Linked DNA regions of Mus musculus: all the other regions are linked to region 1. A link is a contact called in public Hi-C, HiChIP or PLAC-seq and promoter capture Hi-C data. All regions are on one chromosome and are shown on one strand. Each heading gives the region's core, a stretch centred on a gene start, on an enhancer-like site or on the middle of the called end of the contact. The rest is flanking DNA. Distances are from core to core; before and after follow the strand shown. Region 1 holds the start of Pigq (phosphatidylinositol glycan anchor biosynthesis, class Q). Region 2 holds the start of Spsb3 (splA/ryanodine receptor domain and SOCS box containing 3). Region 3 holds the start of Rps10 (ribosomal protein S10). Region 4 holds the start of Hagh (hydroxyacyl glutathione hydrolase).

Evidence for each region. Hi-C and Micro-C count contacts between places; a contact is called where the count stands out from the background. HiChIP or PLAC-seq counts read pairs in DNA pulled down with a chosen protein or histone mark. Capture Hi-C pulls out chosen DNA fragments and counts their contacts.
Region 2: an H3K27ac HiChIP or PLAC-seq map of embryonic stem cells shows a contact between it and region 1, with 4 times the contacts expected there. The contact joins the promoter of Spsb3 here to the promoter of Pigq in region 1. A contact is called at or near these places in 1 of 484 Hi-C or Micro-C datasets (embryonic stem cells) and 4 of 115 datasets of contacts at active chromatin or transcription factors (embryonic stem cells, large pre-B cells and pancreatic cancer cells).
Region 3: a promoter capture Hi-C map of adipose tissue shows a contact between it and region 1. The contact joins the promoter of Rps10 here to the promoter of Pigq in region 1. A contact is called at or near these places in 1 of 39 promoter capture datasets (frontonasal cranial neural crest) and 1 of 9 other capture datasets (adipose tissue).
Region 4: a contact with region 1 is called in a Hi-C map of B cells, with 6 read pairs. The contact joins the promoter of Hagh here to the promoter of Pigq in region 1. A contact is called at or near these places in 1 of 484 Hi-C or Micro-C datasets (B cells) and 1 of 9 other capture datasets (liver).

What each region holds. Positions count from the first base shown.
Region 1 is chr17:25,937,168-25,943,492 of GRCm38.p6, reverse strand. It overlaps Pigq (phosphatidylinositol glycan anchor biosynthesis, class Q), which reads left to right and starts at 1,504. Exons shown (of 11, transcript NM_011822.4): 1 at 1,504-1,678; 2 at 6,031-6,325. The coding sequence starts at 6,041. It overlaps Nhlrc4 (NHL repeat containing 4), which reads left to right. Exons shown (of 2, transcript NM_001039038.2): 2 at 1-1,260. The coding sequence ends at 132.
Region 2 is chr17:24,882,173-24,888,249 of GRCm38.p6, reverse strand. Spsb3 (splA/ryanodine receptor domain and SOCS box containing 3) reads right to left here and starts at 1,576. Exons shown (of 7, transcript NM_001163751.1): 1 at 1,490-1,576; 2 at 333-470. The coding sequence starts at 1,570. It overlaps Nubp2 (nucleotide binding protein 2), which reads left to right and starts at 1,900. Exons shown (of 7, transcript NM_011956.3): 1 at 1,900-1,971; 2 at 2,413-2,531; 3 at 2,633-2,831; 4 at 3,695-3,849; 5 at 4,015-4,125; 6 at 4,375-4,444; 7 at 4,936-5,639. The coding sequence starts at 1,944. The coding sequence ends at 5,081.
Region 3 is chr17:27,631,386-27,638,078 of GRCm38.p6, reverse strand. It overlaps Rps10 (ribosomal protein S10), which reads left to right and starts at 2,835. Exons shown (of 6, transcript NM_025963.4): 1 at 2,835-2,875; 2 at 3,604-3,753; 3 at 3,836-4,007; 4 at 5,723-5,800. The coding sequence starts at 3,604. It overlaps Gm15420 (predicted gene 15420), which reads right to left and starts at 2,835. Exons shown (of 2, transcript NR_167724.1): 1 at 2,648-2,835; 2 at 1,211-1,509.
Region 4 is chr17:24,848,552-24,854,866 of GRCm38.p6, reverse strand. Hagh (hydroxyacyl glutathione hydrolase) reads right to left here and starts at 4,377. Exons shown (of 9, transcript NM_024284.2): 1 at 4,199-4,377; 2 at 1,961-2,136; 3 at 1,171-1,235. The coding sequence starts at 4,274. It overlaps Fahd1 (fumarylacetoacetate hydrolase domain containing 1), which reads left to right and starts at 4,565. Exons shown (of 1, transcript NM_023480.3): 1 at 4,565-5,971. The coding sequence starts at 4,766. The coding sequence ends at 5,449.

The sequences.
Region 1 (6,325 bases), core at 255-2,754:
CCCATCTGTTTGCAGTTGGAGGGACTAAAGAGGCCCTTGGGTATGGCCTGTGCACCCCAGGGCCAACTAGTGGTGGCAGATGCAGGGGACAACTGCATCAAGTTGTACCAGTATCTGGGGGAGATGGCCTGAGGGGTAGGCTCTGGGGGAAATTGCCCCTTGCTAGGACTGGCCGGGCCTGAGTCCTTTGTACTATCATGGAAGGTTGGTAGGCTCCTTGGGGCCTGCTGAGCCGTCTTCCTGATACCTGGTCTTAGCTGGCTTTGTGATTTCCTCTTGGCAAGTGCCCCTGTCTACACAGAAACCATGAATCACCATTTCTTGATGAGGTTCTAAACTGGGCCATCTCCACTTCCCTATTAAGTATGCTCATAGGTTTTCATGCCCCTAAAACCCAAGGGCCACTCAGTCCCTGGCTCTGCTAGCTTGGGTCTCGGGAGGCCTGAGCTTTGAGGCAACACTTGAAGCTATAGATCCTGGGTGCTGAGGCTGTCTGCCAGCAGATAGCTAGGCAAGATCTCCTGCCAGGTGTCCAACCCCTACATCCTAATCAGAGGCAGGCAGGCAGGCAGGCAGGGAGGGTGTGGCTAGGCTGGGTTGGGCAGTTTAGGGGAAGGGTGTGGTCCCTTAGTGTTCCCCCCAGCTTCAAAAATATTCCCATTCTTGAGCCTCCAACAGCACTCTGGGCCCAACAGAGAGGTAAGGAGTAGGCAAATCAGAGGGGTAAGGCCAACATGTGTCCTGGTAGGGCACATAGCAAGGGCAGGTCCTCTACTGGACACTCCCTGTTTTGAAAGATACCTTCAGTTTTCCCTTCAATCCAGGTCCAAACCACTTTTGAGCACTTAGGTGGGGTGCTGGGACGGTTCTGGGTAGCACAGGTTCTTTCATACCCTTCCATTCAAGACAGGAAAACAGTAGCCTTTCCTCCCATGTTACAGATGAGATCTGGAAGGGGAGGGGTGTGTGTGTGTGTGTGTGTGTGTGTGTGTGTGTGTGTGTGTGTTTGAAGAGCTTACTCATTGAGAATCTGGTCTCACCCATGTTCTTCATGTGGGAAGAAGCAAGAAAAAGCTCCTTGCTTTTGCTCCTTTAGGGTGTGGGGTGGCACCCAGCCTGTCATCTGGACGTTGAGGTCAACACACATGTCACTCCTGCAGGCTAAATCAATATGCCCTGTTCATTATGTTGTGGGGGATTAATGGACAATGAAAGAAACTTTGCTTGTAAGTAGATGCTCAATAAACACTAGTTACTGCGTTGTTAGGGGTATTGCTTTCAGACTATGCGGCCCACACGGGTCTGCATGCACCCTACTCGCAATGGATAGAAACAGATGGAAGGGCCTGGGTTTAGGAGGCCAGGCGGTAAGAACAAAGCGGCTACCATGGTCCTCAAAGGCTGGATCCACCGGACCTTTCAGGATATTTACAGCGAGGGTAGCTTTGATGACAGGAGCCGCGCGCGCGGAACTCTCGGGCTCAGGCGATGGACAGCCCGGGCATGTTTGGGGACCGGACCGTCGCGCGACAACGCCGCGGAGCCGGCGGAAATGGTGCTGATGTCCCGCGGCGGGCCTGGGAGCCGCAAGCACGGTCGTCCTCCCGGGCCCGCCGAACGCAGTGCCCAACCCAGTTCCTTCCCTACCGCTCGGGGACGCGGCCCCGGGGACCAGCTGGTGAGCACTAGCGGGTGGCGGGGCCGGGAGAGGAAGAGGAGGAAATCCCGAGGTAGCGCAGGCCTCTTGGTCCTAAAGACTCTGAGATGGGAAACCTGAGGCCGGGATAGAGGGAGAGGCGGCCACCCACGCAGCTGACCTCCAGGCTCAGCGGCACCCGTTGTGGGTCTGGGCCTGCTCTCCGGAACTTGAGGGCACCGAGAGGCCCCTCCTCCCCTCCAGGCCGGGAACTGGCTGGAAGATTCCTGGGGCACTGGCTGAGAGGCTCATATTTATCCACTCCAGTAAAGATCAGAAACAGATTACCCCCTCCTTTTGAAATGAAAAAGGAAAGCATTTACAGAGGCGGAAAATGTGTTTCTGTGCAGGTTCTCTTTTAGGCTAGGTTGGCCTCAAAATCCTAGTGTAGCAAAGGATGACCTTGAATTTTTGATTGTCCTTTGGCCACCTCCTGATTACAGATATGCACTGCTACTACTGGTCTATGAGGTTCTGGGGACTCAACACAGGGTCTGGTGCAGGCTAGGTAGGCTCCATACCAACTGACTACATCCCTAGTCAGAAAAGTGGTTTTGTTGTTGTTGTTGTTGTTTGAACGTGGGGTAAATATGAACCCTCTCAAAGATTCACAAAGTAATGTTTCAGCTATGATGTGTCCCAGGTCTCTCTTAACTGGGCTGGCCATCCCTCAAGCCTGTTCCTTGCAGGGGAAGTAAGCAGTAGCTCTGCTGCTGAAGTCTGACTTGGAGTTCTGTGAAGAGACTTCCTGGGGCCTCTTATTTAACCCTCCTGGGAATGGGCTGTCGGGGAGGGAACTGACTCCTTCTTAGCAAAGGTAGCTTTTCCAGGCTTGGGCTGTTCTTTTAATCAGCATCTTTAAAGGCCTTCACGCATCCCAGGTTTTTGCCTTCTCGCTCCAGCCTCTCACCTCTTGTATCGATCGCCTGCTCTTTCATCATCATTTTCTGCTGCTGGGATCCCAGCAGCCCAGTGTAAGCACACTCCTTCTTACACTTCAGTGCATCCGGAGGCTGAGATGGGAGTGAGGGTGGGGATTTGCCTCAACTTGAGTTCTCTCAGTACCCCACAGATCAGAGCTCCAACCTCTCTCTGCCTTGCACCTTCTTTCCTTTGACCCGAGCTTTTTTGCTTTAAGGTAAACTGTAAATGAAGCATACTCCACAAGGAGGATGTGCATAGACACAGTGTGTATATAGCACAGTGGATTCACGAGTTGTGAGCAGACTCCAAACCAACCTTTGAAACATCTGTTTATAATTAGATCAAGGGCATTTCTCTTCCTACACGGTTGTGAGCATTTTTCCTTAGTTCATGTGAAGTGTTCCCCCAGAGAGTCAAATGATATTTCACTGAGCTGGTGTGTCCTTACAAAGTTGTTGAACAAGAGTTTGGGCTGGGCTGAAGGGTTCCCTATGACAGTGACCCGCCGGGGCTCTTACAGGCGGAATGGCTCTAGTATTTTTAGCCGTGCCTCATGTCATGGCCTTCTGGAGTCAGTTCCTACTGAAGGGACAAGAGAAATTGGTTCTTGACACTGGCTATGGGGATTTAGCCTGCCCTAGTGTTGGGCGTCAGGTTTTCCCTATGGACACCTACCAATTGCCTGCTTCCTCCGGGTTCTTTGGAGTTTTGTTTTCCTGGAGACTTCTGACTCAGAGTTCTATGGAAAGGCTTCCCGAGACTTCTTTAACGGCTTTTTCAGGCTTGGACTGTTCTTTTAATCAGCACCAGCATTTGGAAGTCCTACAGTGCTGGGTCCCATTAGTCCTCTCAGCATTGGGCTGGGTTATAGTTCATATGAGACCCTAGGTCTAGTCCTCAATATCAAAACCAAAAAGCTTTGCCACATTGTCCATGTGACGGCTTTGGGCTGGACAGGAAGGGAGCAGCTGCACCTGGATCCTTCAAGCTCTGGCCATTTGTCTATGGGCCAGCTACCACCACCACTTGTGTCACTGTCTATCCCCTCGACTCCAATTGTTTTGTGCAGACACTAGACCAGGAAACTAGGCTTCAGCCCAAGATCTGGGCCTCCCTCAGGAAAGGATCCAAAAATGGGGTCTTTGTTCATGGTTGCTGTGTCCTTCACTTCACATGGGCAAGATGCGGTATTGACTAAAGAAAGGCATATGTAGGCACTTGAACCTTGCCAACCATTCCAGCAGTTCAGATCAGCAGGCACAAGTGGAGGACACCCACAATCTCCAAACAGCACCTTTTCTGTGGAAGGAACAGAGTGGGGTCCACAGAGTAAAGGATTTGTAGCTACTATGGTGGTTTTTTTTTTTTTAAAGATTTATTTATTTATTACATGTAAGCACACCAGGCACACCAGAAGAGGGCATCAGATCAGATCAGATCTCACTCATTAGAGGTGGTTGTGAGCCACCTTGTGGTTGCTGGGATTTGAACTCAGGACCTTTGGAAGAGCAGTCAGTGCTCTTAACCGCTGAGCCATCTCTCCAGCCCCTGTGGTGGTGCCCCTGTGGTGGTTCTTAATGCTCACACCAAGAGCCTGAGAGGTCAGGAGGGCTGCTGTTCCCTCACAGAAAATGCGTTGACATTCTCTCATGGAGAGAAATACTGCTCTGCTGGGAGCCCCATCTTGGGGTGTCTGCCAAGGATTCCAGAGAAAGAGGAGTACTACCCAGAGGTACCTCAGGTGAGCAGAGGGCAGAGCAGAGCCGCTACCACTGAGCTACACCTCCAGCCTCTTCTCTACTTACTTTCTGAGACTGAGTCTCTGTGTTACAGCTCTGAAGGCAAAGGTGTCCTGGCAGTCTGGAGCCAAGGAATAGCAAGCACAAAGTCACACCACACAACAAGCCTCATACAAGAGATTTATTGGGAAAGACACAAGATGGCAGCTACCTCTGCTTGGGCTAGAAGTAGCAGAAAACTGAGTGAGAAGCAAACTTATATAGGATTTCTTGGAGGTTGGAGGACCAAGTTTTCCAGGATGGGAACTGGTGGAGTTTCAAATCCTGACTTAGGCGGAGCTCGGGATTGATGAGTTTGTGGCAGCAGCAACAGGAGGACATGGTCCGTGTCACAGGAGGAGCGGCTCCTTTAAGCAGGCCTTACCCGCAGCCTTAGGACCAGTGATCTAGGTGTGCATCCAGTTTTCCTGAGCCCCGAAACAAGTTTGTTTGGTTCGCTTTTATTTTTTTATTTTTTAAAAAATATTTATTTATTATATCTTAAGTACACTGTAGCTGACTTCAGACACACCAGAAGAGAGCATCAGATTTCATTACGGGCGGTTGTGAGCCACCGTGTAGTTGCTGGGATTTGAACTCAGGACCTCTGGAAGAGCAGTCAGTGCTCTTATTTGCTGAGCCATCTCTCCAGCCCCTCGCTTTTATTTTTATTTTTGGTCATTTGGTGGTGTTTGAGATTAAATTCAGAATGTTGGCCATGCTAGGCAAGCACTCTGTCATTGAAAACCATCCCTGGCCCTCCAAAACAGGCTTAATACCTTTTAAATTTACTTTACGTATATGAGGTTTTGCCTGCACGTATGTAACCACACATGTGCTAGGTCTGCTGGAACTGGAGGTATGAATGGTTGTGAACCACCATTTGGGTGCTGGGAATCAAACTCAGGTCTTCTGCAAGAGCGACGAGAACTCTAAAGCTCTGAGTGGCTCTGCAGTCCCAGGTTTAAATTTTATCTTAACTCTTGCTTGTGTAAATCTAGTTTATTGCTGTTTGAGACAGGGCCTTATTTTGTATGCCAGGATTCCCTGAAATTCATGTGTAGGCCTAGCCTTGTCTTGAATCTTGAACCCAGTGGTCTCCCTGCTTTAGCCTCCTAAGTACTGAGACTATAGTCAAAAGCCATCTCCCCCAACCCCTTCCTTTGAAGGCTGGTCTTGAACTGGCACTCCTTCCTCCACCTCTCCACTGCTGGAATCACAGGTGTACATTACACAGCTGGCTGGCTTCTGGTTTGCTAAAGTTATCATTTGTGTACATGCTCATATGACACTCATAAGGAGGCCTTTCTCATTAAAGCCCTCAGGCTCAGCCCCACACTGCTGTCAGTCAACAGCATCTGTCCAGTACCTCACTCTGCCCTGCTTCAGGCTGCTGGCCTTAGAACGTGTGGAAGCACTGCCCTGCCATCACACATACAGCTGCTGCTTCCTGGGGCAGTGATGGGAAGAGTTCAGTCCCTGGGAGATGCACAGCCATGACCCACCGAATCCAGAACTGTGCTTTCCCAATGTGTGGCTGGGTGAATGGTTCGTAAGCAGGGTACAGCATCTTGCAGGCACTATGCTGCCAGCCACAGCAGCTCTAAACCAACCCTTTCTCGTCTCTTGCAGGGCCCCCAGCATGGTGCTCAAGGTCTTCTTCCCCACGTGCTGTGCCTCGGCAGACAGTGGCCTGTTAGTGGGACGATGGGTTCCAGGACAGAGCAGTGCTGTGATCCTGGCCGTGGTGCACTTTCCCTTCATCCCCATCCAAGTCAAGGAGCTCCTGGCCCAGGTGCAGAAGGCCAGTCAAGTACCAGTGGCTGTGCTAGGGACCTGGTGCCACCGTCAGCAGGAACCGCAGGAGAGCCTGGGGAATTTCCTGGAGGGCCTGGGCACCATCTTCTCCCATGACCCCTGGTTGCAG
Region 2 (6,077 bases), core at 327-2,826, 1.1 Mb after region 1:
ATATGTATGTGTGCTACTGCACGTCACGGACAACCTAAGCTTGCTCCCCAGATACCAAATAAAGGTGTAAGATAGAACACACATACAAGGCTCCTGACCCATTCACTGTGGCACACAATAATAAAATTGGCAGGCCTGGTGAACAAGCATTGTACAGTAACCAGCACTATCCAGAACTTTCGATCCCTGTCTCTTGTCTTGAGGCCTGACATACCTCAGGCTTTACCAGACCAAAAAGCACCACATACCAGGACACAGCTCAGCTGCCTGGCTCAGTGTCTTTTTCACCCAACATAGACACTGGTTATCCCCACCTTGCCACTTCGACCTACCTGCCCATCAGAGTCATAGCCCCAGTTAGAGCTGCCTGCCAGAGCCACAGCCCGGGCATCTGTATCTCGGCGGGCTGCGCTCAGGACGAAATGCCATGCCCTGCTACTCCGTGTACGCCGGGCCATAGTGGAGAGAACCTGGAAAAAAATAACTGTAACTTTAAAGACATGTAATGTATCAATGTCCAAACAAGGCCCAAATCTACACCCCACAACTCTGCCCCCTGCCACTTCTACCTGGCAGCCTAAGCCATGGATCCACCAAAGGCTGGGGACTCCAAGCCCTCAACACTGAGCTCTGAGCTCCAGAAACTCCCACAAGCTCGTACCTGGCTCGAGTATCTGAGCACCTCAATCAAGCCCAGGGCGATGGTGTGAAACACAACCCAGACACCCATGACTTTGGATGTGTCCCAGCCCATCTCTGCATTCTGTTCAGGAGCTGTTGCCCCTCAGGCATTTGACACTTAACTTGCTCCTCCTCCGCGGTCCACTTTGGCAAATGGCATCCACAGCATCCAGTTCCTCATGCCAGAAACACCGCTGTCATCCACTCCTGACACCCCTCCTTGCCATTGGAGACCCCCACCGCTTCCTGCACCACACAACTCCCTCTCACCCATCCGGCTCTGCACACTACAAACTCAGTCTTTGATACAACCTTAAACTCACTGGCTTGACATCGTTCTTGGGACAAAATGAAAGGCTTTGAGAGGTCCGGATCTCCTCTCCCGAGTGGACTGTCTTTGTCTAATAGTCGACTCTGTCCTAGCTGCCTCCTGTCCCCCTGTAGACCCACTGTACTACCCTACCTCGCCCCGGCCATCCACAAAGAAGCCGGGCGGGGCCGCGCACAGCACTCCACAGCAGTTGGGTTGGCTGAGCGCCGTATAAGAACACACAGTAGGAACCCAATGAATGAACCAGAGATGTCCCTGGACGTAGCCACGCTCGGCCTCCGCGGGGCTGAAGGTTGCTTCCCTCGCCAAAGGCTCGCGGATCTCGCCACAGCGATGCCGTCCCTGACGCCTGACTCCGAGGCCCCCGCCCAGACTCCCGAGCGCCACCGCCAGGGAACAACGGGTGGCCGGCTTGACCGCCTGCAAGGTCAACCCGCCGGCCGCCGGGCCTGACCGGGCTGGGCCGGCGCGGCTCACCTGCGGCCAAAAAGCTCCCCCGGCGCTGACCCACTTTCCGTTCCGGCCGCGACGCAAACAATCCCCGCCCCCGCCCTGCATTGGCCCGGCAGCCGAAGGCGGGCTCTATGGCAGCTTCGCGCGGGGGCGGGTCTCGCGAGACAGGACTGCTGTCAAGAGGCTTGCACAAACTGTCAATCCTGAACCAAAGTTTCTATTGGCCCTCGCTAGAGCGGTCAAAAAAAAAAAAAACTTTCGCATGACCATTGGACAAATATAAGGAAGTGTGTCCGTGCCCGTGGCGTCATCATCAGTTGCCAGGATCGGGACCTCCTTGGGTGATCTGATTGGCTGGACGGTGAATGACTAACCTCTCAAAATGAGTAAGGGGCGGGCTCTTGTCACCATTGGTTCAAAGGCTGCGAAAGTTTGGAGAGGAAGCGGAAGAGAGCCGCGAAAAGCAACTAGTAGCGGAATGGAGGCTGCTGCCGGTGAGCGTGCAGGTCGGTCAAACGCGAGGGGTTGGGAAAGTCTGAAGGCGAACCGCGTGCAGGCCCACGCCAAAGCATCCCATGTCCCCTTGTTTACTGAGCTAGCCGAGTGTCGCGATGCACACATCGGCGGTTATATCTGCTCTAAGACCTCAGCCTCACGCCTTTCCGAGAATTGGGGGCCCTGCTTCCCTAGAACTGGAAGTCTCTAGTGTGGAGTCTGCGTTTGTGCGCGGGTGTCGCTTAGCTGTGATCATCTACTCTGTTAGTTTCCTCTGTGTCTGTTAAAATTAGCTGGCAGTTTGAAGTGAGCGTTCACGTGTGCACGTGCCTTCAGTTGCTCCACTTCAGACAGAAGTGAGGCTGAGACAGGTCTGGGGCTTCTAGAAGACCTACCCGCGTGCCTTTGTCTTTGTCGCTCTCTCAGACACCCCAACTCCTGTTTCTCACCAGAACCCGGGAACCTGGCCGGGGTGCGACACATCATCCTTGTTCTTTCTGGAAAGGGTGGCGTTGGGAAAAGCACCATCTCCACGGAGTTGGCCCTGGCTCTGCGCCACCAGGGCAAGAAGGTGAGGCCTGGACCAGGGTTGACACCTGTTTCATTGTTGTCCCTAGCTCCCAACAGGCTTGGCAGACTTCTTTCCACCCCTCAGCATCCTCCTCCTTGCAGGTGGGAATCCTAGATGTGGACCTGTGCGGTCCCAGCATACCACACATGCTCCGTGCACAAGGCAAGGCCGTGCACCAGTGTGACAATGGCTGGGTGCCTGTCTTTGTGGATCAGGAGCAGAGCATCTCCCTTATGTCTGTGGGGTTCCTGCTGGAAAACCCTGATGAGGCCGTGGTGTGGAGAGGTCCCAAGAAACATGGTAAGAACTTAGTGAGAAGCAGTGCTTCCTCCCTTCCTCCAACTCCTCAGTGCCTCTTTACTGAGGCCGCTTTCCCCCATCTCGTGCCTACTGCCATTGGATAAAGCCAGAAGCTGGCCCTGGCCTGTATTGGAGTCTCTTTCCCATTGGAACGCTTCTACTGCGCATAGATGTCCACCCTTCAGGGTATATATACCTCTGGGTTTCTCCCAGCCTCTGGATGGAGAATATGACATGAGACCAAGATCAAGGGAGAAGCTGTGCTCTGCATTTGTTGTGAAGCCATCAGGCACTCCTTAGATAGGAAGGGATCTCCCTTCTGAGAACCCTCCCTACGGGCCCTCACTCAAGCCAAGGGTCTAAGGCCGCACAGTGTGCAGTGGATCCCAGTGCTGAGCTTTAAGCGGGTAACATTGAACCATCCTAGCTGCCATGAGAGACTGCCTGGGAAGAATAACACACTTAGATTTAATGGCTAGCTGTCCTGGATGTGCTGTCAAGGTGCTCGAGCCAGGGCATTTTCTCTGGGCTTGAGGGCACAGATGCCCTTAGAGTCTAGGTTGCATCCTCACCTGGGGCCTCAATGGGAGTTGGCTACACCCCGCCACGTGGAGTGTGCAGACAGTTGAGTGCTAGCAGGTGGTAAGGCTGCTGGAAAGCAAGGCGAGCTTGTGGGACCCCAGAAGCTCTGCCATGTTATCTCGAAGATCAGCGGGCCCTGGCTGCCGTGTGTGGCACATGTCCCCAGGGTTCCCTGGGAGCTGCCCAGAAGCAACTGATGGAGATCCTGGGCTGGACAAGATGGGCCTTTCCTTTCCTAACCCTTTCTCAGGGATTACTGCTGGGCTTTGGGGTCTTTGCAGCACTGATAAAGCAGTTTGTGTCTGACGTGGCCTGGGGGCAGCTGGATTATCTGGTTGTGGACACACCTCCAGGGACCTCTGATGAGCACATGGCCACTATGGAAGCCCTGCGCCCCTACAGGCCCCTTGGGGCTCTTGTAGTCACCACACCACAGGTACTACTGGCAACTCTTCCAACCCTACCTGGGCATGGGTGTCTGTGTCTGTCTGTGTATCTGTCTATCCACCCTGGTTGAGCTTGGAATGGACTGTAGTGGGCCATGTTCTCTGCTTGATTCTTGCCTCATCTGTGGCTGACTGGCCCCTCCTCTGATCCACAGGCGGTGTCTATTGGGGATGTGAGGCGGGAGCTGACCTTCTGTAAGAAGACTGGGCTGCAGGTGATAGGGGTCATAGAGAACATGAGCGGCTTCACCTGCCCACACTGCGCTGTGAGTCTTAGAAGATGGGTGGGCATCTTTCAAGGTCTGAGGGAGGACAAGACAGGTCAGGTAGTCAGGGACTTTGAGAAAGTAGGTCTCTTGTCCACAGGTCCCAGTGTCAGGTAAGTAACTTTGTGGATAGAGAAGACATTCTTACTGGGCGTTCTTCCTGGACCACTTGTGGGTCTTACCCTAGCTACGGGTCTCATCATGGTGAGTGGGTCTGCGAGCTGGACCCTCACAGCCCTTGTCTCCTAGGAGTGCACCAATGTCTTCTCCAGCGGCAGTGGGGAGGAGCTGGCCCGGCTGGCTGGAGTTCCCTTTTTAGGTGAGTGTCAGGAGCAGGCCATCTGGGGCCCCAACTTCCACCTACGGGGCTTCTCCATGAGTCTGACTGGTGTGGTGGGCCTCCCTTCTATATAAGAGCCCAATCTGAGGTTTCTCTGGGCTGCCCAACACCCAGCTACATTTCTGGGAGTGTGTGTGTGTGTGTGTCAAGAATACCAGGCTCCTACCACTTGTACCACATTGTTCCCTATGGGAGGTCATGGAGAGCCAAGCTTGAGTTTCTGACAAATGAGTGGTCAGCTGACACTCCTTACCTGCTTCAGGCTCTTGCTAGGCCTCCTCTTGTTTGTGCATTAAGGAAGGGGTTGTGGGTGTGCGCATGCACAGTGTCCATGGGGAGATGAGATTGTGAGGTCTGCTATCTCCTGCCATGTAGGTCCTGGATATGAAACCTGGCTTATCACACTTGGCCGAAGCACCTTTACCCAGTGAGCCATTTTGTCAGCCTTTTCCTGGCCTTTGTCATTGCAGGCTCTGTCCCCCTGGATTCCCAACTTACCAGGAGCTTGGAGGAAGGGCGTGACTTCATCCAGGAATTTCCCAAAAGCACTGCATATTCCGCACTCACGTCCATAGCCCAGAGAGTTGTGCACAGGATGTCTGCCCTGTGCTCCTGACCGCCTGGCAGCCTTCTGGTGCTGCATGCCTGTAGGACCTTTGGGAGCAGAGGCCCTCAGGACTGTTTTGGGACCTGTAGTTGTTGGCCTGGGCAATGGCTGGACTATGCGATTACATCCATGCAGAGATCTGCAGGCCCCCATGTCCTTGGCTGACACTAGCTTCACCAAACTAGTCTATAGCTGAGGGGATAGCCTGCGTCCTGATTCCTTGAGATAATAGCAGCCTTAACCTTTAGCCTATAGGCTTTCGTCCAGCCCTAGTCACTTCTGCCCCAGGTCAACAGGCTGCTCTCATAGCCACACCACACAGGAGCTGGCCAGTGCTTTCTCATCGAGACTGACCCACACATGCTGTGTTGTGTGCCTTTTGTGACACTGTGGTTTACCGGCACATCTGGTAACTTTACAGAACTCTGCTATTAAACATACCGCCCCGTCTTAGGAAGGACCCAGCATCCAAGCCCTTTGTCCTCAGCGAGGTGACTCTTGATTCCCCTACATTTCATGTCTGGAACAAGCAGTATTAGTAAAGATTATAAAGGGCCTGAAGATGTGGTCAAGGTGTCTGTCTTGTTTGGGGGAATGGGGTTGGCACATTGTGTTTTTGGAAACCTGTGGATCTGCTAGCAAATGGCTGAGACCGTTGGAAGCAGAAGGCTGAGTGTTCAAGTGTGAGCTGAGGCACAGAGGCCCTACTTCCCTCCTTCCTAGAGAGGTCAAGGGGGAGAGATGATTCCTGGGCAAAGCTGAAGTCTTCAAGGGATATGGGGTCCAGGGGAATGTGCAAGGGGGTGATTCCTGTAGTCAGATGGCAGTCTTCAACTCCCAGCTGCCCCCATCCCCAATGAAGTAGTGAGCAGGTGGTGACCTCACACCTGGGTGCTGATGACTTGGGCCCTGGACACCTGCAGGAACCCAACCTGGCCCCAGTGTAGTGCCCTGAGCAGGGATGCAGGGCCTGGAGGGAGCGGGGGAGAGGGTCCTAAGAAGCCC
Region 3 (6,693 bases), core at 1,586-4,085, 1.7 Mb before region 1:
TGAACTCAGAAATCCTCCTGCCTCTGCCTCCCAAGTGCTGGGACTAAAGACTTGTACCACCACCACCCGGCTAAAATAATAATAATAATAATAATAATAATAATAATAATAATAAAAGACGAGCCTTCAGGCTCTGAAGTAAAGAGCCAGCTCCAGAGCTCCTGACTGCACCCAGAGCTAGAGCCGTTAGCATAGGGACTGAGGGGAGACTCTGGTATTTCTCTAAACCTCAGGGGCAGCTTTGTTGTGTTTTGACTTGGGTCCACTAGAGGATTCTGTTACAGTTTGTCTTACAAAGGCAGTCTCTTTAAAACATACCTCACCACGTCTGCTGTTGTTTGAAATCCTCCAGAGGACCCCTGGGAGAGCAGTCAGTGCTCTTAACCACCCCGGCACCCCCCCACCTCCTGTAGCTGAGGATAAGCTTGTACTTGCCGGCCTCCTGCCTCCACCTCTCAAGAGCTGCGGTGACCGGGTCTTAGCCACAGCACACCAGGTTTATACTTTATACAACACTCAGGGCTTCCTGAGGGCTAAGCTGGGATGGTGCCAGCTGAGCCACAGACTCTCACCGCTCCGGCCGAGGTCACATTGTCCTGGCTGTTGTCACCCTGGCTCTCTACCACACAGAGCCTTCTCTGCCTCCTCCCTCTTCTGAGTCTTCTATGTAGGCTTTGGCTTCCCCACTCCCACTCCGCTATTCGCTCCTACCAGGCTCCAGTCATTTTCTTTGTATGTTCTTGGCATATTATGGGTTTAAATATTGCTTGGGGCTGGTGAGATGGCTCAATGGGTAAGAGTACCTGACTGCTCTTCCAAAGTTCTGGAGTTCAAATCCCAGCAACCACATGTTGGCTCACAACCATCTGTAATGAGATCTGACACCCTCTTCTGGTGTGTCTGAAGACAGCTACAGTGTACTTACATATAATAAATAAATCTTTAAAAAATATATATTGCTTGATGCATGCATTGCTCCTATCCACTTCAGCCCAAACGGCTTTTAGGCCCAGTGTTGGGGCCTGGGTGTCTGGCAGTTGCAAGGTAGCCAGGGAATCCCAAGATATTTATCCTACATCACCAGAAATTTGGGAGCTCTTGGCACAAAACCAATACAACTGAGATGAAGCCAAGCGTGGGGGTTGGGGAGCACAGTTGTCGGGAAAGATTCAGATGGAGCCGGCAAAGGTCACAAAGGAGAGCAGAGTCCTCAGGAACAAAAGGCTTTTATGGATTTCCTGGGATGAGCTAACTGGAGGGCCCATTAGTTAACAGCAGCGTGGGAGGCAGAAGCAGAGGGTAGCTAGGAGTTCCAGCCCAGCCTCATCTCCAGCCGGCCAGTCAGAGACTCCGCCTGGAACTATCTTGTTTTAGATGCTTACAGCCGCACCTGGTTTCTCAGCACTTGAGGCTGTGGCTGGGAGATCTCAAGATTGACCGCAGCCCAGGCTACAGAGCAGGACCAGACTGTGGCAGCCCATCTCAGTCCCCCATCAGACAACTGTAGACCTGCGGTGGGTGGAAAGACAGAAGTTAAAGCAGCATGGGGGCGGGGGAGGGGAGAAAAATTCCTCCCCTTGGCTTTCGTGTTGATTGACAGACAGTAAATGTCAACACAATACAAATTGTCTGTAAGGAGTATTTTCAGGAGCTGTCCTCCCAACCAGAGGTGAGGCAGTCCTTCACCTCCTCCGGTGCTGCCACCACGCATGGTCAGTTAATTTGATGCTGGCTTCGTGCTTGTGGCCGGGGTGTTGAGAAGACAGCTCATCAACCAGGCATGGTGGTGCACGCCTGCAATGCCAGCATTTGTGAGGCAGAGGCAAGAACAAAACCTTGTCTGCAATAAGCGAACACACACAATAAAGAAACCGTTTAGTCAGACAGGTAAAGGAGAACTAGAAATTAAAATCAACAAGGTGGGGTGCATTTCTTTGGGCATGGCTGGTTTTGTTTTGAGACTGTGCCTCTAGCTGGCCTGGAACTCGCTGTTTACACCAGGCTGGGCTTGAACTCAGGGAGATCTGCTTGCCTCTGCATCCGTACTGCACATCATGCCTTGCCTTTTAAATTAATTACTATTATTTATTATTATTATTATTATTATTATTTTTTTTTTTTTTTAGGGAGGGTCTTACTTGGATGTGTCTCGCCTGGACGCTACCCTGCCTGATGACTAACATTTCTTTTTTTGTTTGTTTGTTTTTCGAGGCAGGGTTTCTCTGTGTAGCCCTGGCTGTCCTGGAACTCACTTTGGGGACCAGGCTGGCCTCTGAAATCCGCCTGCCTCTGCCTCCCGAGTGCTGGGATCAAAGGCGTGCGCCACCACGCCCAGCATGACTAACATTTCTTATTTGAGAGGCTTTACGAAGCGTAAGTAAAATTTACTCCAGTATAAGCAGGGTTAATGGGGATGTCAGTTTCTTCCTGCGAATGAGTCTGGAATGTGTAAAAAGTGTACCAGCCATGTATGCTTTTTTTTTTTTTTTTTTTTTTTTTTTTTGTCCTTCCGGGACAAGGTCTCAGGTAGCTCAGGCTGGCCTAATCTATCCCTGAACTCTTAGCCCTCCGCCTCCATCCCCACCGGGCAATGCGGACCGGCCTCTCTGCACCAAGCGCCTGCACCCCAGCTCCGGACACAACTCACGGGCTAGCAATCTCCAGGTGGGGGCGGGGTGGAGGAGGGGGCGGGAAGCGTAGCGGGATGGCTCGCACATGCGTCCTAGCACCGTCCCCACTCCTCAGGCACTGCCGAGGGCACCCCAGGCAGCGCGCGGGTCCTGCAGGGAGGCGGAGCCGCGCAGCCCGGAAGAGACGCTGCGCCGCGCACGCCCCTTCCTTTCCAGCCTCCGCCTCGGACCCTGCAGCCGCCGCGGTGAGTTCCTCCGGCGTCCGGGCTCCATCTGTCGCCATCCGGGCCGCAGCGCTGCCGTTGAGGGCCCGCGTCCTCCGGGGGAGGCGAAGGCCGTACTCGCCCTTCCAGCCGCTCGCCGCGCCGTGCCCAGAGGGCTTTTGTGGGGGGACGCAGCTCTGCGACTCAGAGTCGACTGAAGAAGACCGGCGTCCCGATGGCGGCGGGTGGAGGAGAGGAGTTTGAAGGCCACGTGTGGCGGGAAGCGCCCGGGCCAGGGGTTCGGCTCCCGCCTGCGTGCGTCCCTTTCGCGGCAGACCCCCTCTCTCCTCCCTGCTACCCTCCGGTCTCTGCGTTACCTTTGGGGAGGACTTTTCAGGGGAGCACCGAGCCCGTTACTTTAGTGCTCCCTCTGCGCAGGAAGTGGAGCCCTTTCTCTGGCCCCTCCTTGTATTCTTTAAGGAGTCCCCCGATTTTGCTCTAGGTACGACCTCTGGTTCTGATGGCCCCCAAGTATGGTTGACAAGGTTCTGTGTCTACCTCCCACCCCCAGTCACTTGGCTGTGAGAGCCGTGACAGCAGATACATGGGTGCCTTTTGTGACCCTATTGCATTAACTTCCTGGTAGCTTTCCTCCAAACTGTGGAGGTGGAGGGACCTGGTCCCTATGGTGCCTGTCTGGCGTTTTCACCCTGTGACAGTGGTGATTTGGATTCTGGCCATGATGCTAAACCGTCACGTCTTTTTTGCAGATGTTGATGCCTAAGAAGAATCGGATTGCCATCTACGAACTCCTTTTTAAGGAGGGCGTGATGGTCGCCAAAAAGGATGTCCACATGCCTAAGCACCCGGAGCTGGCAGACAAAAATGTGCCCAACCTTCATGTAATGAAGGCCATGCAGGTGTGGAGAGGGACACAGGTGGGAATAGGTCTGCCCTTCCCGAGGAGCCAGCTGCTGACTGACATGTGTCTATGTCCTGCAGTCTCTCAAGTCTCGAGGCTACGTGAAGGAACAGTTTGCTTGGAGACATTTCTACTGGTACCTTACGAACGAGGGCATCCAGTATCTCCGAGACTACCTGCACCTACCCCCGGAGATCGTGCCCGCCACCCTGCGTCGCAGCCGTCCCGAGACCGGCAGGCCTCGGCCCAAAGGTACTGATTCTGATTGCCCCAAGGGCCGCCTCAGAAACCGTTTTTTGGGGGTGTATTGGTTGCACAATTGCTTTTGAGATAGGGTCTCATGAAACCCAGAGGGGCCTTGAGGTCCTTATATAGCTGGGAACTTTAAACAATCTCTGATCCCATCTCAGCCTGAGGGTTGGAGGTCACAGGTGTGTTCTACCTCTCACAGCTTAGACTTTTTTTTTTCTGGTTTTTCAAGACAGGGTTTCTCTGTGTAGCCCTGGCTGTCCTGGAACGCACTCTGTAGATCAGGCTGGCTTCGAACTCAGAAATCCTCCTGCCTCTGCCTCCCTAGTGCTGGGATTAACGGCGTGTGCCACCACGCCCGGCTGCTTAGGCATGTTCTTAGAGCACAGTGGTGTCAGGGCAAGATCTCAGGTGATATCCCAGAATTCTGTGAGATGGCCTTGAATTTGAACAGTTTTCATGGCTACAGCCTCCCCCAATGCCTGAGTGTGACCCGGTGGTGTGGCAGAGCACTGTCAAGCAGAGTGGTTTTGTGTATTTACTTGGCCAGGGGAACAGAAGTGAGGAGGAGGAGGAGGGAGAAGCCAGCTGTGTATAAGCATGACCTGAGGGTATGCTTGGGGGGGGGGTGTCTGGAACGTCCCTGGTTCCTGAGATCACTGCTGGCCTGCAGTCCCTTGAACTAATGTAGTATCTACAGGCTGAAGTGATGGGGTAAAAATATTCCTGAACACAGTTGGGTTTTCCTGGAGAGTGCTTAGCCCAGGAAGTTGTGCAGAGCACACCTAAGGGATCCTAGCAGTTAGGGGGTCTGTGTCTCTGCTGAATGAATACCCTGGGTGAAACCAAGTTCGTTAAGGAGCCCGTGGTGGTGCATACCTTTGATCCCAGCACTTGGGAGGCAGAGGCGCTGTTGAGTTTCAGGACAGCTAGGACTGACTATACAGTGATATTTTGTGAGTCACATAAAGTCAAACCAAAAAATAAAAATTAGAAATTTGTGGCAATAATTTGGGCACTTTGAGACAGGGTTTCTCTGATTGTCCTAAATCAGATCAGGTTGGCCTTAACTCAGATCTGCCTGCCCCTGCTTCCTGAGTGCTGAGATTAAAGGTGTGTGCCAACCCACCCAACCTTCCAGGTAAAAATGTTAATCCTACCTCCCGCTCAGGAAGCAGGGGCAGGCTAGGCTATAGAGCCAGATCCCCTCTAAAACCATTCTAGGTGGATATGTGCTAAGTAAGTCCCTCTGAGTGGGGTGTGTGGGAGGCAAGGGTAAACTGGAAGGTGTGTGGAGGTATGGAGACAACTTTGAAAATTGTGTCTTTTCCCAGTGAAATCTGTGGTCAAGTTTAGGTCTCTGAGATTTCATAGCATCGTTTATGGACTGAACTGCCACTGGCTGCTTGCTTGTGGTCTGGTTTTTTGTTGGTTTTGCTGTCCTGGAACTCACTCTGTGCCAGGCTCCTGAGTGCTTGGATTAAAGGCTTGTTACCACCACCCAGCTTGTTTTAACCAAGATGTGAGGAACCGAAATACTGGTAGTGATAATTTCCTGTGGGGACATCAAAGTTTGTGGCACTGTTCTGGGTGTGAAGGACTGATACTCCTTTATAGTCTGGCTCCCAGAGAGAGCTGGAAGCACACCGCACTGCCAGCTTCTCCTGCTCTTCAGTCATTTGCTGCCCTGCACTCACAATATCTTTTGGTTTCTGTAGGTCCAGAGGGTGAGCGACCTGCAAGATTCACAAGAGGGGAGGCTGACAGAGACACCTACAGAAGGAGCGCTGTGCCCCGTGAGTATCTCCTCTCCTCTGCCTGGGGTTGAACTCAGATTCTTAGCAGCCCTCCATGGAATGCAGTCCTTGCTGCCAAGGCAGCCAGGAAAGGTCCTGGTGTGGGAACTAGAGGGAGGCCTGTGCTGGAACACTGAAGGCCAGTGTTGGCAGGGCTCAGCCGACATCCCTCTGTCAACCCCGTGGGACCTAGTGTTTGAGAAAGAATGCTTGCCCTGAGCCTGCCAGGTGTGCTGGGCACCTGTGGGGGTTGAGAACATCTCCACGATGCCCTTGTCATTGAGTTCCCACTGTCACTGGTGCAACAGTGCTGCAGGTGGGTCAGAGAAGCAGGCTCATGGGAGGGAGGATCAAGCAAACACCTAGAAGAGCCGGTTTGACTCCTGAGGAAAATACAGGGAAGACTGAGGTGTGGGATGTGTGCAGAGCTTTTCTTACCATCCTTTCTGCATTTGGTACTTGGAGATGAACACCTTCCACAGTTATGGTTGAGGGAATCCTCGTGCAGAGGGTGGGGCCCGTGAGCACCCTGATTGGAGACAGAAGTGAGCCAGCAACTGCCTGGTGCTGAGGGGACAGGGTAGTCTCCGATTGTAATAAAGCAGCGTTCTGTTGGCCCCAGCTCGCCCAACCCATGAGCTGAATTTGAGTGTAAAACCTACGTTTAGTGGAAACGTGATTTGGCTACTGCAGCTTTACATTTAGTCCTAAAGTGTTGTTTTAACGTGTAACCTAGAGCATGGGTGTTTCACCCTCCCTCACCCCCTTCCCCTTCCCATCTGATCTGCCACACTTGTTTCTCTCTCCTTGGCTAAACCTCTTGTGCAGTTTGGTTCTCGAGGTCAGAGCAGCTTTCCTGGAGGAGGGGATGGTAGTTAATGAGTTTGGGAGGT
Region 4 (6,315 bases), core at 3,128-5,627, 1.1 Mb after region 1:
TCTTTCTCTCTCTCTCTCTGTCATTCACTTTACATCCCAATCCCTGCCCTTTCTGGTACCCACCCCCCTTCTCTTTACTTTTTGTGAGTAAGTATGTGAAGGCGGCCATTGGGGGGGGGGTCCTCCTGTGACCAGAGAAGCCTGGCTTTATGGAGACAGCAGTGGACACTTGTGTCTAAGGGTGCTAGTCATACCCTCTGCTCTTCACAAGTCACAAGTATTGTGAAGTTGCCGCATTAGTGGAACCCAGAGGTCACTGGCCCAAGAGGAAGAAGGCAGGTGTAGTGAAATTTTTGGTTTTTTTTTTTTAAAAACACAAATACTGTAAGACTGTGTTTTTGTCTTAATCCCAGGTGTCAGATACAGGGCTGCTTCAAACTGTTCACAGAAGGTGACTAGGATTTGTCTCGTGCTCTAGCAAAGGCCTGCTTTTCCAGCAGCAGTTTCTATGAGTGGGTAATGTTTGGAATTCTGGGAACTTTTCAGACAGTGTATAAATGTTAGTGGGGATTGCTGTTGGTAGGTGGTTTGTTGGCTGCTGTTGGTCATGGTTTTTTTTTTGTTTTTTTTTTTAAGATTTATTTATTTTATGTATATGAGTACACTCTAGCTGTCTTCAGACACACCAGAAGAGGGCAGACATTCAGAAGAGGGTAGACACACCAGAAGAGGGCATTTGGATCCCATTACAGATGGTTGTGAGCCACCATGTGGTTGCTGGGAATTGAATTCAGGACCTCTGGAAGAGCAGTTGGTGCTCTAAACCTCTGAGCCATCTCTCCAGCCCTGGTCATGGTTTGTTAAGTAGTCATATGGAAAGACGAAACAACAAGAAGATGAAATTAGATATTCTGTAGGCTAAGAGACCAAACTTGCCCCAGGAACTCAATGCCCCTAATCAGCAGGAAGTAGTCTAACAACAACTTCACCCTCTGCCCCTTTATCCTTTCTCTCTCCTGTCTAGTGCTAGGGAGTTGAAAGTGTGGAAGAAAGGGTGAAGGGTGGTAGAAAGAAGAACTCACAAAATAGCCAAAAGATGAGCTACAGGCAGGAGCTTTGGCGTATTCTCAGAATCCTTCCTGCTCAAGGGCCTGCTCCATCTAAGTCCAGCAACTTCCCAGGGGAATGACAGGCCCCACCCGCAGGCATCTCTGCAGGCTGAGCACTTACCAGTGGTGGTGAGTGGTGAGCACTGTGGTCAGTTTCACACGGTGCTTTTTCGCAGCTTCTATAACCTATAGCCACGGGGAAGGTGGAATAAAGGCCGGTCACACTTCTGGGCCTGGCTCAACTGCCTGCAGAGGGTGCCCAGCCCTCTTCCCACCTCTGCTGACTGACCGCACTCCAGACAACAGGCAGAAAGGTTTTTCCTCTCTCTGTCAACTTATATCACCTATAACCTACCCAAGCCCCAGCAGCTCCGACCGAAGCGACCCACAGCACTGGGGCACGCATGGACGATTAGCCTGATCTAAGGACTCACATTCGTTCCGACAGAGGTTTAACAGTGGGTGTCTGGCTTGCCAAAGTAGCCTGAGGTCTCCAGTGCCCTTCTCACTACCCCATTTACCACAGGCTAGACAACTTTGTTTTTTCTTGTTGTTTTGTTTTTGCTTTTGTTTGTTTGGGTTTAGGGATTTTTTCTTTTCTTTTCTTTCCTTTCCTTCTTTCTTTCTTTCTTTTTTTTTTTTGGGGGTGGGGGCAGGGTTTCTCTGTGTAGCCTTGATTGTCCTAGAACTTGCTCTGTTGACCAGGCTGGCCAGATCTCTGAGCTCCAGCTGTCTCTGCCTCCTGAGTGCTGGGATTAAAGGCACACACCACCACTGCCAGCTGACAACTTTGTTTGGATAAACTAATTTCCACCTAGCTTCCACAAAGCCATAAAGACTGTGGTCGTAACCCAGTGGATGAACACTGAACTAGGTGACAGGGTGCAGGGGGCAGGAAGAGCCGCACATACCTTCTGTGGTTGCACTGGGTCCACGATGGCGGCCTCCTGGGTGTCCTCATCAATGATCAGGTACATGTAGTTGTCAGTCAGGGCAGGCAGTAGTTCAACCTTCATTATGTCTTGCTGCACAGTCAGATTCTTCCTGAAGTCTGAGTGACACAGAGATAGTCCCAGCAGGGCCTGACCTGAAGAAACACACAGAAGGAACCTCAGACACCTCACCAAGATTTCAGAACGGCCAGACCCCTCATACCCGATGGCTCAACAGCTGGCTTTCTGAAGTTCCGGCGAGGGAATATCCTTTCACTACATCCTTCAGGAAAGCAGAGACCACGTAAGTCAGCCTCTCCCAGGTACAGAATTGTTATTTTGGGGTTTTTTGGGGGGGTACTTTTTAGGTTTGGGGCTTGATTGATTGATTTTTTTAGGTTTGTTTATTTATTTTTATGTATATAAGTACACTGTAGCTGTCTTCAGACACACCAGAAGAGTGCCCTTTATCCCATTACTGATGGTTGTGAGCCACCTTGTGGTTGCTGGGAATCGAACTCAGGACCTCTGGAAGAGCAGTCAGTGCTCTCAGCCGCTGAGCCATCTCTCCAGCCTGATTGGTTGATTTTTTTTTAATAGATCTTGCTCTGTATCCCTTTCTAGACCAAAATCACTGTGTAGTCCAGGCTGGCTTTCAAGTCAGGACTCCTTCTGTCTCCATCTCTTTCTTTCTTTTCTTTTTCTTTTTCTTTTTTTCTTTTTTTTTTTTTTTTTTTTTTTTTTTGGCAGGGGAAGGGACAGAACCCCAGGGGCTCCTACTCGCAACTCGAAAGATCTACACCTCACCCTAGACTTGAGAGCTTGGTATTTCTTCTTAAGAGTTCATACAGGCTGTGTTACCTGCCTGTGGTGTGACTCAGGCCTAAAGATGGCAGGACAAGGCACCAGAGCATGGCCGCTCACTCTCCAGTCATGGCGTCTGCACTAATGGACTTAAATCCTCTAAGCTTTCAGCCCTTCTCAGGCCTCCAGCCCAAGGAGAGAACAGTATTTTCTCAGCTATGGCCAGCATAATGGAAAACACACAGTGCAAGCTCCTGAAAAGAAGAAACTGCTGCTTGGGACTCAAGCATGAGGGGCAGAGAACTTATCACCGAAGGATTGTCTTGGAGTGGGCCAAGGAGGCAGCAAATGACCAAGGGACTCCACTGTACTTTTGTCTGAATTTGTGGTGCTGGGGCTTTAAGCATTCTAGGGAAGTGCTCTGTCACAACCCTGCTCCCCATTTCTCCTTTTTTGGCACAACAGCTGGGCACTTTCCAGACCCCTTCTCATGTTCAGCAAAATAAGCATTTCTATAAGATCAGGTTTCTGTAATATTTGAATTCCCCTAAGCCCTAGCACTATCCACGCCGATGGACAGCGGAGGGTGAGAAACAGGTGAATACGAGCCCTTTTATGTACTTCCTGGTAAAACACAACAAACCTGCATGGATAAAGATCATGTTATTACCAGTGCTCAACCCACTCTAGTCGGAAGAGAGCCTGACTGCTCTGAAGAAGATGCGATCACTCCTATGGAAGGAATTCATCGCTCCCAGCTCCTTAGTTTGCAACTAGGGACATTCTGTTTGAATTGAGGTCAAATCCACAGACACGTTTTATATTGCTCAAACGTCAAAAAACGTTTCAGAGTTGCCTCTTCTCACCAGGAGGGCTTCTGCGGCACCAAAAGCTGAGCGGCTGCTCAGTAGTTATTGTACCTAGCTCTTAAATCGCCTAGCTCTTAAACAGCCTTCAGCAGCGACACTAAGGGGTATCCCTTAAATGGAGACCCATACTTCTGTTCTCAACGAGCGGACTTCTTAATAAAGATGGTTCATAGACTTTCAATCACGATTGTTCCAAAGTTCCCGGCTAGCTGAATTCAGGCTGGCCAGCTCCGGGGCTTTGGCAACCCACTGTCGCCACATCAGACGTTAAGAGGAAAAGCCGACTTAAAAACTAAAGTCGCAACCCCAAAACTGGAGTCGGACTCTGGCCAGGAGGGAGCAGGTGCCAGCCCTCTGCCTCGATCCCGGGCCACGAACCCCTCCAGCGCCAGATGCCTATTCCAAGGCCCTCAACACGCCCGGCCCCGCTTCTCGCCCGCCCGGCGGCGCTCAGCACCTGCGCCTGGAAACAGCAAGGGCTCGCCCAACCGACGTCCGGCCTCCAGCACCCGGCCGCGCCGCGTCAGTACCTAGACACACTTACCCAGACCACGGCGCGCGCAGGTGGCTCCCAGCGCTGACAGGCTCCGGAGACACAGCGACCCGCGACCCAGCACCATGACCCACGGGGTGCACAGCCGGGTCGCGGAGTCCGCAACACCAGCGTCGTGGGCATCAACACTGGCGTTGGCGACTGCAACCAATCAGTGTCGTCCTCCTACTGCTCCCAACCAACCAACTCCTGCTCTTTACCAAAATGCCACGCCCTCAATCCATCAGTGACCGCCCATAGAGTTCACAGCCAACCAGTGCCTGTCTCGCACCGCCGCGCCGCCCCTAGCCAATCAGTAGTAGCTCCTGCCCCCCCCCCCCAAAATGTTCCCTAGCTGCCCTAGCAGCCTTGGCCTGTAGACTCGGTCTGCAAGTGGGTGTTGGAGGAGGCTGAGCGTGAGCCTCCTCGTCTCTCTGGGGCAGTCGCCTGCACGCAGAGACCTTTCGCTGACCTCAGCGTCCCGCTGCTGCGCAAGGAAGGGCGGGGCCGCTCCGACCTGGACAGCGTCCGAAGCCAGTCCTCTGGAGGCCGCCGTAGTCCGGGGGAGTCGGTGGTCACATGACCCAAAGCTGTACTATGGCTTCCACCAAACCGCTGTCTCGTTTCTGGGAGTGGGGCAAGAATATCGTCTGCGTGGGGAGGAACTATGCAGATCACGTCAAAGAGATGCGCAGCACCGTGCTGAGTGAGCCTGTGCTTTTCCTGAAGCCGTCCACCGCGTACGCTCCCGAGGGCTCACCGGTGTTAATGCCCGCTTACTGCCGCAACCTCCACCACGAGGTGGAGTTGGGAGTGCTTCTGGGCAAGCGTGGTGAAGCGATCCCGGAGGCTGCAGCCATGGACTACGTGGCCGGCTATGCCCTGTGCCTGGACATGACTGCCAGAGATGTGCAGGAGGAGTGCAAGAAGAAGGGGCTGCCGTGGACCCTGGCTAAGAGCTTTACGTCCTCCTGCCCGGTCAGTGCCTTCGTGCCCAAGGAGAAGATTCCTGACCCTCATGCCCTAAGACTGTGGCTCAAGGTCAACGGAGAGCTCAGGCAGGAGGGCAAAACATCATCTATGATCTTTTCCATCCCCTACATCATCAGCTATGTTTCTAAGATAATAACCTTGGAAGAAGGAGATCTTATCTTGACCGGGACTCCAAAGGGAGTTGGGCCAATTAAAGAAAACGATGAGATCGAGGCCGGCATAGATGGGGTGGTTAGTATGAGGTTCAAGGTGAAAAGATCAGAATACTGAGAGTAGAGTGCCAAAGGGGAAGGGAGACAGAAGCAAGGGAAATAAATGACACTAATAATGAAAATCTAAAAATTATGCTAGACATGTCAAAAAAGATGAATCCTTAAAAAATAACGTGATCTAAAAGACCTGGGACTGAAATAGAAACAGGAACAACGAAGCTAAAGGATATAGAATGCTTCCCAAGAGGGCAATGTTAAACTAAACTTTGAGAAGTTGTAGTTTTCTTTTCTAAAACTGAACTGAATAGACTTTTCAATAAATCATTCTGAAGTCTATACCTCCAGACTTAAAAGTGCAAAGGAAGTAACTCATTAATGCTGTTGGCCTTTAGGAAAGCTGTTTGTACAGAGCACTCCAGTTGATTTTTACTTGGGAAAGTCCTCCACCTCAAAGCCAGATAAGAATTTTGTTAAGTGAGCTCTTGCTGCAGCCCTGCCTTGTTTACTTTGGGTGTGGCTTCTGAGTTTGGAAGATAATTTTGAAATTGTTTTCCAAATAAAGACCATTTCTGTGTGACTGAAAAGAGCACTTTCTTTTCCCAGGGTGGGGAGCACTTCTTCCTCTGGGACTTAGGACCTTGGCCTTTGGTTTCCTGAGCACTGTGCCTCTTTAACTTATTAACCACATAAACCAATACTTCCACCTCAAAGACACAGGCCCTAGGGAACTGACAAGCCTGGAGATGCTGTGTGTGTTCATGCTTGCACCCCTCCCTGATAAAATGCCTGTCAGGATGCACAGCACAGTTGTCAGGGCCTAGTGGAGTCTTGTAGAATTAGATAGTGGCTTTTGCTGAGAGGGTACATAGGAGCCTGCTGGTCCCTTTAAGAAGGCATGTTACATCTTGTTAGTAGTTTATCATT